Linked DNA regions of Rattus norvegicus: region 1 is linked to region 2. Evidence: chromatin contacts called from public Hi-C data. All regions are on one chromosome and are shown on one strand. The core of a region is the stretch at or near the end of the contact, and the rest is flanking DNA. Distances in the headings are between cores, read along the strand shown.

Region 1 (3,481 bases), core at 516-3,015, 140 kb before region 2:
GAATCTGCTGTTTGGAGGCGTCGCCATGGAGACCGGAAGGCTCAGGGTGGGTAAAAATAGCAAACCCAAGAGGGTGTAAGTTCCAAGAATCAGAGTCTGAAAAGAGAAAGGAATACAAGTTCTTGTTGCTCACGAGGACAGAGACTCCATCCTGGAGACAAATGAGAGGGGCCAGGATACTTCCAGGCCGCTACCACCCACCGGGCTTGTGACCTAGGCACTACTGGGAGCTTGCCCCCACTCAGAATATGGTATGAGAGAGTCTCCCAGCTGGGGACATCTGCAAGCATATGGCCTCTGCTGGGACATAGAAAGCTGCTCCACCGGGGTGTCCCTTCCTCAGAAAGGGGAAGTGGCCAGCCTGCTGGAGGAGCTCAGCTTCCTGCTCCTTCAGTCTGAACTCTGGCCTCAGGCAGACTCTGCAGGGTTGGGGCGGGGGGGGGGGGGGGGGGGGGGGAGAGACAGAGAGAGACAGAGAGAGACAGAGAGAGAGACAGAGAGACAGAGAGACAGAGAGACAGAGACAGAGAGACAGAGAGACAGAGAGACAGAGAGACAGAGACAGAGAGACAGAGACAGAGAGACAGAGACAGAGAGAGACAGAGAGAGACAGAGAGAGAGACAGAGAGAGACAGAGAGAGAGACAGAGAGAGAGACAGAGAGACAGAGAGACAGAGAGACAGAGACAGAGAGACAGAGAGACAGAGAGACAGAGAGACAGAGAGACAGAGAGACAGAGAGACAGAGAGACAGAGAGACAGAGACAGAGAGACAGAGAGAGACAGAGAGAGAGAGCGCACACACTTTTTGGCATGGGCCCAGGTGCCCTTTTCCTGCCCTGCTGCAGCGAGGAAAAGTAGCCATATGAGAAAAACACCCCCTCCTTGCATGAGCCAGGATTTCCCTCTGGAACAAGCTGGGATGGGACCCAGCACTCAGAAATATCCAGTGCAAACTGTTTGCATGTCTCCGTAGCTGTGCTCTCATTCCCAGGAGGCCAGAGGGGTGGGGGTGGGGGTGTCTGCTGAGCGTCCTTACAGGTTCTCTCAAGTCCCAGGCCACAGAAATGCAGCAGTGGGGTTGAAGGGGCAAGCCTGGGAAGATTCCCTGCATCTCTGGGCTGGGCCACAGGAATCAGCATGTAGACTTAGCACCTGAGGGCTCCTCCAAGCAGTCGCTTTCCAGAGTCCCAGAGGAACCTATGTCCTGGCCAAAGTAGAAACTAGTTGCTGACTAGGTAACACTGAGCTTGAGGCCGCAGGGCAACTTAGTTGCCCTGAGATAGAACAAGAACCTTCCCGGGAGGAGTAGCAAAGACGTCTGTCCTGTTGTGGATGTCTATCTGCTGCCCTGGAAGTGCTGTTTCCGTCCTCACCCCTCTCTCACTCTTACTTCCCCCTTGCCTCCTCCCTCCTTCCTTCCTTCTTCTGCACCTCTGCTCCAAACCACCCGAGGTTCCACATCCTGGGCATCTGGGCTTGTGTGTCCTTCATGCAAATACCACTGTTTTCTGATAGCAGGGGGAGGGGGGCCCTCAGGCAGGAGTAGCGGCATCTCCTTCCCTGAACAGGGTCTGTCCTTTCATGCCCAGACCTCCCTTGGCTTGGCAGTTGGTGGCTGAGGAGGGCGAGGGTAAATGGAGCCCCACGAAGGGGGAGCTGTTCCCCCAAGAAATAGCTCGAATGCCTTATGTAACTCGTGAGCTCACTGCAAGGGCCTGCCAGAAATGACGGCACGAGGGCGGGCTGGCGGGAGGGGGCCTGTTCAGGAACCAAGTGTGGCTCAGATTTACGAGGAGGCCCTGTTTCCAGGAGAGAGGGGCCTGGGGCCTGTACAGGGAGAAGGATGCTACACCAACCCAAGGGGTGCAAGGGCAGCAAAGCTATAAGCTGAGTCTGTTGGAGGCAACAAGGGCCCCCGGAGCCTGAATGGGATGAGGGGCTGGTATTCTGGCTGGCCTGGGATGTAGGGTGTGTCGGGTTGATCACCAAGCAGCCACAGACCCAAATCTTCCCTGCTGCCCCCACCAGCCTGGTGCCAGAAGGGCCGTGATTCAGAGGAAAGGGTTCCTCCTAAGTTACCCAGGATCTTCCCTGGAGGAGTTCCAGAGGGTGTGGAGGGGTAGCAGGCAGCACAGCTCTTTCCTAACCCCAGCTACCCTCTGCCTTCTGACCCTCCTCCACCCACAGTGTCCTAAACCAGGGCATTTGCTTGCCCTAAGAGCAAGAGCCCTGATGGGACTGGATTCCAAGACTGATAGCTGTTCACCCTGCATTTCTTCTCTCTCTCTCTTCTTTTTAATATTTATTTTTATTTCATGCAGATTGATGTTTTGCCTGCATGTAGAGTATGAGGGTATCAAATCTTGGAGTCACAGACAGTTGCGAGCTGCCATGTGGTTGCTGGGAATCGAACTTAGGGCCTCTGGAAGAGCAGTTGGTGCTCTTAACCACTGAGCCATCTTTCCAGACCCGGCTTTTCTCTTCTTACGGTTTCCTCTGCCTCTCTGGGACGTGTGCAGCATCACCTGCCTTCTATAGCGGGCAGGTCTGCAACCCAGGTGTACACCTCGGATGGGTCCAGGACAGCATCTTGGTGATCATCCTCTGGAGGGATTTCAGGTCCCAAGATGGAGAGAGGGTGCTTCAAAGAGGCTATGTTAGGGGCTGTTGGTGCTTCCTTGGGACCAGGATGATCAGTAGGCTTAGAGAGGTATTAGTCACACAAGAATCCTCTTCCAGAGCAGGCCCAAACAACCATCTTACTTCAGCAATTCTGCTGGGACGATGAACTACTCCCTAAGATGTAGAGAGACTCTCTTATCTGCTGACAGCCTAAAAAGTTAGCACACCCTGAGGCAGAGCGAGGGTATACCCCGGTCATGAGGAACCTGGCTCATTAGCCTGAGTAGTTATGTGTTACGAGGCCAAATCTTGAGAGGCAGGCAGCTCCTGGGGAGGGTCTGAGCCCCTGATTTTATAGGCCTACAAGTGGAAACCGGAAATGAGTCGGGGCTGCCTGAGGTGCTCAGTACGGGGCATACCCACTAAGGGGAGAAGCAAGAGGGAAGAGAGAGGAAGATGTTGGGGCTCCCATGAGGACTTGGTCTGGGCCTGAAGGCTGGACTCCCTCTACATAAGAGAAAGATCTCAAGACCTTGCCTGAGTGCTGGGAGGCACGACAGGTATATTTCATGGGTAAGAGTCTGGGTGACAGTGTACTTTAGGGGCTCCTCAAGGCCTCTGGAGTCTGACCCTAAAAATATCCCCTGCTCTCTTCTCTCTTGATGATAGTGTGTGAGCCCTGTAAGCCAACACGTCTTGACTGTTCAGTCCCTTAGCAGTTAGCGTCCTCGGATGCTTAGTGTGCTGTTTGGATTTGAACCTCAAGGTGAAGTAAATGTACCACCAGGACCCCTGATCTTGTGGCACATGGAGTTCCACCATGATTCCCAATACCACTGTAGCTTTGGGCCCTGGGA
Region 2 (3,677 bases), core at 254-2,753:
GTGGTAACAGGCATATACAGGTGACAGGACAGTACGAGCTGGGAGGGACAGAGCACTGAGAGCCCCTGCAGCAATGTCAAGCAGGAACAAAAGCCAGCTCTGTGTGATGACAGCAAAGGCAGTGCATGGGGTTCAGCTATCAAACGGCTCCCTCTCCTTAGTATGGTAGCTTTAAAAACAGAAAATAAGTGTGGATCGGGGCTGTAGAAATAAAAACCCATTGGTTCCCCTATTGGGAACTTCGATAGTGCAGCCACTGTAGAAAAGTTAAAAATGCAATTATCACACAGTGTAGCCATTCCATCACTGGGTCTATATACCCAAAGACCTGCACGTGTATGCTCAGAGCACTGACTCCAGTGGCCCAGAGGGGAACAGTCCAGGTGCCCACTGAAAAGCATGAATGAGGGAAATGGGACATGTATACAGATGTGACACGCGGTTGTCAGGAGCCTCCTGCATGTGTTTCAGTGAGAACAGCCAGCCACTAAGGACCAAGTCCATCCATGGGGTCCCCAGAGGAATCAGAGTAATTAAGACAGAAGGGTGGGTGCTAGGGAATCCTGGGGAATGGGAAATTTGGGTTGAAGGGGCCAGAGTCTATTAACACAGATGAGTTTGTGGACAGATGGTGGTAATAGTCACACAGTAATTTAAGTATTTAATGCCACCGGACTGGACACTTAAAACTGGACAAGAGGGCACACTTTGGTCTGTGTGTGTGACTAATGACAACATAAAGAACAGTGGTGTCCCTCCCGAGGGAGCGGGTTTCATGAGTGTTGCCACCTCATGGCCTCTTTTGGCTGACGTCTCCACTCTACACAGGTAGTGGTCCATATGTGAGAGAGCTCAGTGCGGATGGTCATCAGCTGAGCTAGAGCCTCCCTTGGCTAATGAGGGCTAAGTGACGGCCTGGCGATCATCTTTTCTCACTTGGGGGGCAAGTGAGCACTCTTGCTGCCTTTGCAGTGCAGGTCAGTGGGAGTTGTGTCAGGCTGGCCACTGTGGAGGCCCACTGTGGATTCCCAGGTGGTGTGGCCTGGCCTCATGGCCCTAGGTGCCCTTTTCTGTTTAGTGTCCAAAAGACCCTGGAAGAAAGTTCCTCAGCCTTCCCAAGGCCATTGAAAAAACAAGTGACCTTTCTGTCTACAAGTGCGTCCTCTGGTCACTCCTCGGTGGCTGCTTCAGCTCATGCTGTTGGTTTTGTGGTGCAGCCTGCACCTCTAAGCCAGAGGCCAACATGTCCCTTCCCCTCAACACTGCTCCTACTACTGACCAGCACAGGATGCTGGGGACTGGCTGTTGAGAATTGAGCTGAAGGGTACATAATCCTCAGTCCCACTTCCAAGGGAGGAAACCTTTGTGAGTCTTGTGGAGTTCAAGGTTCGGGCTACAGGAGGAAAAGCCATGGCAACTTGAGCAGTTTTAGCCTGTGTGGCAGTCTCACGGCTTGTGTTCACTGCTTAGGCATTCAAGGCCTCCCTGTTTAGAGCCCAGTGCATTTCCACTCCAACTTGGAGCAAGGATCCAAGGCTGGGCATGCTGCCGGTGAGCAGGTCTAGATTGCCCCCTGGTGAACACTGCAGGCTGTTGCAGGTGAAAGTGAGGCACACCACAAATTTCAAGTTTCAGAAAGGAAGGCCTGGGCAGAGCCCCAAACCCCAGCCACTGATGGTTAGTGGCCAGCAGTGAAGAAGCCCTACTGGAGGTCTGAAGACATGTGAAACAGAACCGCCTCCGGGAACTGGTCAAAACCTCTCATTATTCTTCCTGCCCAAGTGGTGGTGGTGATGGTCTCTAGGCTGTCAATGGCAGATTATCCACTGATGCGATGGGTTCTGGAGGGACCCAGTGGGGCAAGGCCTCTCCAAAATCCCAGGGAAAGAGGGTTGGGTACTGGATCAAGCTCGGGTGCTGAGGCTACAAGCTCTTCTGCCCCTTTGTGGACTGGGAAGCCATGTCCGGCCCTCAGTTTTCCTATCTATGAAACATGGCAAACGGTCTTTTCACAGAGGTGACTCATGAGTCCGTGAGTGGAGGGACTGGAAGTGGCTAGCAGGGAAGAGGTAACTGGCAGCCCTGGCCTTGTTCACTGGAAACAAGACACTTGTGTGACATGTGGCTAGAGTCATGGCGGACTCTGTCAGGTTGCAGGACAGGCAGGAAGTAAGTGACTCTTTTAGGTCCTCTTTACCTTGTGCTCTCCCATTGCGCATACCTTGGATCTGATCCTGCTTTGGACATGCTGTCAAGGCAGGTCCTCTGAAGATGAGCCCCAAGATGGGGAGGAGGCAGAAGCACTGGTGAGTAGTCACAACAGCAGGTACAGATGGTATACAGACCGTCTCAGGCACAGATCAGAGGCATCTTCTAGGCCAGCAGGGGGACAGTGTCCACACAGACCCCCACCAGCCCTGACCAGAACAGTCCTGCGGGCTAGTTTTTATGTTAACTTGACACAACAGAGGGTTATCCAAGAAGAGCAGATCCTAATTAAGAAAATGCTGCTGTAGGATTAGCCTGAAGACAGGTCTGTAGGGTGTTCCCCAGTTGACTGATGTGGGAGGCCCAGCTTACTGTGGGAAGTATCACCCCTCGGCTGGCTGGTGGTACTGGGTGCTGTAGGAAAGCTGAGTGAGCCCTGGGGAGCAGCCGGTAAGTAGTGCTCTCCTGAGGCCTTGATTCAGTTCCTGCCCCCTGGTTCCTACCTTGGGTTCCTGTCCTGACTTTTCTGTAATGACCTTTACTAGGAAGTGTAACATGAAAACAGCCCCTTCCTTCCCAAGCTGCTCTTGGTAACGGTGTTTTATCACAGCACTGGGACTGTACCCAGGCATCGGCTGAGATCTACCCAATCGTAACTCTTGGTCTGGGCACCCATGCTGGGTTCTCTGTAGCCCTACAGATCTTTGGGAGCTGCCATACAACACTCCATTTCTGTTAAGGAGCCAGGCCCTGAACCTTCCTCCCTAGCCAGTGCATACAATGCCAGCGCTCAGCAGGGAGAGCTGAAGGCTCTGCAGAAGTAGGGCTTTGTTCTCTGAGGCCACAGGGACCACTCTTGCATCTGGGCAATTTCCTATAGGAGTCCCACAGTAGAGCTGTGGCTACCCTTCTTCCCAGTTCTGCATGAACTGAGCTGGGCTCTTCCTGCTTCCAGGGGCCAGCTCCTTCCAGCTGTTACTCTGCCGTTTGAGAAATCTGGGAAAATATGATCACATCATCCTGGTTACTGTGACACACGAAAGGAACAGCCAAGGAAGTCTGACTCTCGGGAGTCTGGAGGTCTAAGCCTGTCCTTCCTTCCTGCTGGAACCCCCGGCAGAACTCGCATCACTGTCATAGCAGGCAGCAACACTTGAGGTCCAGCCTTGGATCCTGTAAGGGCCTCACACTTTTACTTCCTACTTAGGATTGGGCCTGCCATCAGCCCAGGGGCGGTGGAACCAGTCCCAGCCCTGTCCCAGGACAGGCCCAATTGCAATCTGTTTCTTCTTGTGCCCCTCCTGGTAGGTAGCTAGTTTTCTTGGCCGATAGCTTCACATTTCTCATAAGAGCCTTGGTATAGTCTTGTCTCTTGCCCACAAAATCCACAGTTTCTCATGCCCCCCATGTGGACAAAATCAAGCATTTGGACAGACCTGCGTTTCCCTTGTGGCCCAGGGTTCATTCTA

What was found. A called contact is a pair of places that touch in the nucleus more often than the background predicts.
Region 1: a contact with region 2 is called in a Hi-C map of Schwann cells, with 7 times the contacts expected there. The contact joins two enhancer-like sites. A contact is called at or near these places in 8 of 12 Hi-C or Micro-C datasets (the A7r5 cell line, the Rat2 cell line, Schwann cells and 5 more).

Annotation. Positions count from the first base shown.
Region 1 is chr5:171,073,810-171,077,290 of GRCr8, reverse strand. LOC103692526 (a long non-coding RNA gene) reads left to right here. Exons shown (of 2, transcript XR_005505152.2): 1 at 1-46. Among named protein-coding and RNA genes, the nearest start is that of Ski, 11 kb to the right of the region's middle. Within about 2 kb of position 1,765, at least 54 of the 93 cell types and tissues checked have an H3K27ac peak or open chromatin away from gene starts, as enhancers often do. A contact at or near this core is called in the A7r5 cell line and Schwann cells, where this site is marked.
Region 2 is chr5:170,935,922-170,939,598 of GRCr8, reverse strand. All of the region lies in intron 6 of Morn1 (MORN repeat containing 1), which reads right to left. Among named protein-coding and RNA genes, the nearest start is that of Morn1, 8.4 kb to the right of the region's middle. Within about 2 kb of position 1,503, at least 34 of the 93 cell types and tissues checked have an H3K27ac peak or open chromatin away from gene starts, as enhancers often do. A contact at or near this core is called in the A7r5 cell line and Schwann cells, where this site is marked.